Regions from separate parts of the Gossypium arboreum genome. Here region 1 is linked to region 2. The links are chromatin contacts, called in public Hi-C maps. All regions are on one chromosome and are shown on one strand. Each heading gives the region's core, a stretch centred on a gene start, on an enhancer-like site or on the middle of the called end of the contact. The rest is flanking DNA. Distances are from core to core; before and after follow the strand shown.

What was found. A called contact is a pair of places that touch in the nucleus more often than the background predicts.
Region 1: a contact with region 2 is called in a Hi-C map of leaf, with 2.1 times the contacts expected there. The contact joins two enhancer-like sites. A contact is called at or near these places in 2 of 5 Hi-C or Micro-C datasets (both in leaf).

What each region holds. Positions count from the first base shown.
Region 1 is chr10:112,027,716-112,030,627 of ASM2569848v2, forward strand. No RefSeq gene overlaps it. Among protein-coding and RNA genes, the nearest start is that of LOC108488813, 34 kb to the left of the region's middle. Within about 2 kb of position 1,371, at least 1 of the 2 cell types and tissues checked has an H3K27ac peak or open chromatin away from gene starts, as enhancers often do. A contact at or near this core is called in leaf, where this site is marked.
Region 2 is chr10:111,959,205-111,962,215 of ASM2569848v2, forward strand. No RefSeq gene overlaps it. Among protein-coding and RNA genes, the nearest start is that of LOC108489587, 31 kb to the left of the region's middle. Within about 2 kb of position 1,752, at least 2 of the 2 cell types and tissues checked have an H3K27ac peak or open chromatin away from gene starts, as enhancers often do. A contact at or near this core is called in leaf, where this site is marked.

The DNA of each region.
Region 1 (2,912 bases), core at 121-2,620, 68 kb after region 2:
AAGTATAAGATCTAATAACATAATTTAATTTATTATTTTTGGATGATGGTACAACTTTTCCAATAAAAGATTGAAAATTAAGGCTTTGAAATTTATATCAATCCATTGTATCTTTGATAACAGATGTACAAATCAGCAAATAAATCAGTAGGAAAATTTGGAGGCTGGTCGTCGAAAAATATAGTTAGATATAATGGCATAAAAGTTTCAGAAAATGGATCTCTAACCATATTAATATCTATATCAGAGAGATAATTATATTAGCTAATTAAGTATATAAGTTGAGAGACCCTTAAGTGAAGGAGAAAACCCAATCTTGCATAACTATAGCTATCTAGAAAGCAGCCATATATAGTTGAAAATTGTTGTTATTTATATAATTAACTTACTTTCCAGTTTGTTTGCCATTAAAGAACACAATTGTAGCCAAAGCTATCAACAACCATTTTCAATTTATTTAGTTGAGTATTTATTAACATTTTGATCATCATAAGAATTCAAATTCCACTAATAATCTAATTTGGTAATTGATCTATAAGTCTTACTTTCAACTCTTATAAGATTAATAGTATGCATTGATTTTAAATTAGAATTTAGCCTCTCCTCACTTAAATTTTATTTGATAAAATTCGTTTCAATTGATTGAGTAATTATTAGGAATTTAATAAATTTTAGGGTTTGAGTTTCTCTAAGATTCCAATTAACGAAAAAAACATGCCAGAGATCTTGACCTCCCTTATTTGTATATAAATTGATGATATGTTGTGAGGTTAGAGTAAGAGAACTTCCTCTCACCTAGTATGTATATAATCAACAGCACAGAGATTAAATATATTATGGGGTTTTTCTAAAAAGAATAGAAATAGCAATGGAACACACATATCTCGTGGGAAAAGAAAGGGTAAATGAAGGTGATAAACAAGGCATTAAACAAATCGTAAGTAATAGAATAGAAAATGATGTAAGGGGTGCATGCTTTCATTATCTTTTTGAGCTAAACATTAATGGAACTAAAAAAGCCGCCAAAGCAGCAAAGGAAAAGACGAGCACCAATGTCTCGTCTCATCGATGCACGCCTGCATTAATAAAATGGCTTTAAGCAATTTTAACAATATTAAACACTATTCTAAAACGTCTTTGTTCCCCGTACAGTGTTTCCCATTTTTTATTTTAAGTATTACGTAACTATGTTGGTTTCTAACTCTACAATAAATTTTTTCCATATAAGCTAATTAAAGACTTAAAAGCAGCGGCTGGTCATCAATAATAATATATAGGGGATGTTTCACACTGTTGCAGGTGGGGGAGATCAGATACGGTGGATGAAGTGGCGGCACCACGTGTTATGTCGACGGTGGCGGTGTTCATACACGTGTGGGTATCATTAAGACATTGTAACAGTGGGGACCAAATCCCCACTTTTAGGGGTAGGTGTGACCTTTGAAGAGGGGATGGGGCTCATTTCATTTGATCATCCCAAATCCAACAATTTTCTTTACTTAGATTTGGAGAAGAGATCCAATTATGTGAAGCTAGGTGGAGACTACACACTTCTTTCTCTTTACAGTTAATCCCTCCCCCATTTTTATGAGTAGGCAAAGTACAAGTTAACAACGACATGTTTACTCCTTATTGGATTTCCTTTATCATTCCATTGGCCAAATTCATATACTAGTATTCAATTTGTACATTTAGTTTATGAGTTGTCATTTGAAATATTTTATTATTAAAAAGTGACGTGGTATTAAAAAAATTGAATAGATTTATAATTTTATTTAAAATTTCAAACCAAATAATTAACCAAGAATTGGGGTTTAAAATATGATATTGGCATAAGATTTTTTGTTAGCGCGAATAATTAAATTCAAAATTTCAAGTCTTATCATATGCAATTCTCATATATAGATCTTCATCATATTATATATATACACGATGTATGAATTTTGTCTTATTCTTTATTTAATGCATTTTGTATTGATTTTATTTTAAGTTATAATTACTTAAAATATATATTTGTACCGCAAATATATTCTAAAAAATGTAGTAAAGAGATAAAACCATCATTTAACCCTAATCAAATAAATTTCAAAGAAGTGAGTCAAGATATGAGAATCTATTAGTTAACCGTCCATAAAGTATAAAGGTAAGTCTTCATGTGGAAAATTGACCACAATATATCACCATTGGAATGATCATTCATTTTCATTGGGTCATTTAGGACATATGTCTAAGAGGTGACCTATCATGGGGTAATATTATAATCCAATTTTAAAACTAAAAAGGATAATACTTTACTTGTATGATTACAAAAGGTGGATGAAGTTGACATACGATTTATAATGGAGATGTAACTACAGTAACTATCTGCATATAGCATACAAAAGAAGAAATAAAAGGCAACTTCAAGATTGTGATGTTTAGGGCATGGACTAAGGTTAGCGATATGGCTAAGAAACGATGGAACTCAAGTACCCCTCTAGTCCACATTTAATGGCTCCTCTTTCTTCAACTCCAAGCTGCTGGAAAAGGACATGCAATTTGATTTTTTTTATGTAAAAATATGTCATTAATCTTTGTACTCGAATTTAGTCCCCACATCTAAAAAGTTAAGAAGTTAGAAATAAAAATCTTTTTACTTTTGCAATTTAAAAATCCTAATTCAATCTTTAACCCATCAGTATTTTTTTGACCAATTATATATCACGTTCTAAGGAGGATAGTCTAATCAATATGTCACATTGACAAAGTTTAATGAAAAACACTAACAATGGTAATGAGTAGATTAAGATCTTTAAATCGAAAAAATAATTTTTTAATTTTTTTAAGCATAAGGACTAAATCTCAAATTTTATCAAAGTATAAATACCAATACTATATTTTAACCTTTAACATCAATTTTAATGTAGGATTAC
Region 2 (3,011 bases), core at 502-3,001:
TAAATAAGGCAATGTTTCATAGTTAGAGATTTGAGAAGTCGTGCCCTAACTTACGGGGTTTCGACTTTCTCGTTGAACCTAGATGACCGAATATCATTTTAAAATTAAAATAAATAAGATTTATTTAAATAATAAAATAAAAAGCGAGCTTATTTTCGAGGATTCAAGATATCGTGTCCTAATTTATGGGATGTGACCTTTTGTTACCTTGAGAATAAAGGCCCTTTTGACATACGTTTTGATTAAAAATAATATTATGCAAAGCGAGGTCGTGTTTTAAACTCTTTTCAAATTTTTAGTTTCTTGACACTAAAGACATCAAGTAATTAATTAGGTACCAATTTTGGGCGTAACGAGGGTGCTAACCCTTCCTCGTGCGTAACTGACTCCCGAACCTATTTTTTGGATTTTGTATACCAAAAATCATTGTTTTATTAAATCAAATATTTTATTAAAACAATCAAATTATGAGGTGACTTGATCACACTTCATAAAAAATAATTGGTGGCGACTCCTATTTTCATTTTTTTTAAAAAAAAACAAAGTCGATCTAAAAAAATTGGTTTCGACAGATTCTGCATATATGATTCAACAAGGTTAAAATATGCAATAGGTCTCTATACTCTTCACAAATTGAGCATTGTACTTTTATTTCTAAGAATTTAAGTCCTCTACTTGTTTAGATTTCAAAATTCAGGTCAATTTATTAATACTGTTTTTTTTTTTGCTAAATTAGTTGACATAACATTTTGAAATAAAAAAAAATTCACTTGGTAATACTGTAACTACAAAATAACATTGTAATGAACCTAAAGTTCACAAATAATTTTAACAGTGTTAATAGTTAGACTTAAATTTTAAAATTTAAAAGTTATAAGATTATGAAAAATATATCAGATTATGATATACCTAAACCATTCAAAAAATATAAAGAAACTCTAGTATTTGTGAATGTCGAAATATCTTCTAAAAATAAATTTGTGGATACTTGTGATGAAAGATCTATTAAAAACTATAATATCAGAGACACCAAGTGGCGATATTTTGAAGAAAGAAATTGTTTTGGTTGCCTCTGTTTTCTTTTTAGGCACGTGAGGAAGCAATGTCTTATATCTCCGCGGTTTTTTCTACTCGTGTACTGTTGGACGGATCTCGCACGCACAAAACGTGTGAGAAGTGGTCCACACGCTCCGCTGAAAGTCATTTGTCTTTTGTTAAAGACATTTCCATTTTATTTTGGTCAAGTTATTAGTTGTTATATTAGGGGTAAATTATTAATTTAACTTTTTATATTCTAATTTATTTATATTTAGAGTTTATATTTTTAGAATTTTGAAATTTGATTCCTATTAAATTTATCAGGTTAAATTTTGTTATTTTCAAAATTTTATGTAAAAAATTAGATTAATTATAAAAATAATTACTTATGTATTGTTTAAATTACATTTTCGTCACGAACTTTAATTTGTTACATTTTTATCTATCGAATCACATCCGGCGATTCGTGTTACGAATCAATTCCCCTTTTATTCTTTCGCCGAGTAGTAATGTTAAGGGAAGCTCCCCAAGTAGGATTTGAACCTACTTGAGAATCTTTCGTCTATCCTAGAAGTTGACAATAAAAAATGAATAGCAGTAGCCTAAGTAATAGCATCAAAACGCCCAGAAGTTACTTTTGGATCTTTTTCGGGAAAATTCTCCGAAGGTTCAAGGTCGGCGACTCGTAGAATATCTCCTTTCGGCTTGAAAGAGCAGCACACCGGGGCTCAAAAAAGGAAAGAATCATTAGTCCAGAGGCAATGCAAACTGAGGTTTATTAACAATGTTATCAATTTGTAACATTTTGACCATTGTATCGATATTCACATTAAAATCTGACGTAACCCAAATTATATCATTAAATACTAACATATCATCCACGTCATTACCATTACTAATAAATCCATCTATGAATATCATCCATGCTTTTGAGAAGAAAATCAAAATTAAAACCACAGAATGTAATGCAAAAACTCAAAAGAAAAGGGAAAAGGAAAGTGTCACTTTCAAGTCTTGTTTTATTTCTGTTTGTGCTAATTTTTTTTTGTGGCTATAAGAAAAGTGGTTTTGAGGCGTATAAATAGGGAAGTAATGAGATGTGAGTCAGATTGAGAGGCAGGGTTGGGATAAGGCCGTTGCCCCTTATCTCTAACTTCAAAACATCCATTACCAATTGAATACTAATGATTTTGGTGATCCAACTTGAAAGTTTCGGGAGGAGAATTGCAATTATGGGCCTAAATTTCTTGATAGCTCATATCAATAAAATTGGACCTTCAATTCCTTAGACATTCATCCTACCATCTCCAATTATTGATATGGATTATGGAAAATCACCCAAATTGTGTAACAACTACACATGCAAATGAAAATTGCTAGCTTAAAATTTGATTCGATTTTTAATTTAATCAAAACTTTATCGATTTTCGAAAAATTAAATATATAAAGAAAGCCTAATGCAATATGTGTAAAATAGATAATATTCTAGTTGCTTACTACTAAATCATTAGCTTGAAGTACAAAATAGATTAAAATATAAGTTGTTATTTGGACCAATATGTAATGTTTTTCTTGGTGTTTTCTTATTTCTAAAAGGTATAAATAAAAATAATTGAGTCTTAATTCAATTGTATGTATATTATTGTTAATGTAGGAGGAAGTGGGTTCGAGTATGCTGAAGCGTATTATACTTCTATTTTTGTGTTGGAGAGGGGTTATGAGTAGTTCTAAGTATTATGTCGAAAAGAACAGATATGATTAAAACCTAAAATAAAATTATTCAAAACAAATGCAAATAAAAACGATCAAGGATCACATTAACTATTTTTGTTAATACATGACTTGTGTCTAATTGCCATTCTTTGAATTTTTTAAAAAATTATACAATATTTGAAATCAAATTTTAAAATTTTTAAAACAAAAATAAAATAAAATAAAATCAATCTAAAATTTCAATAAACAATAACTCAGAA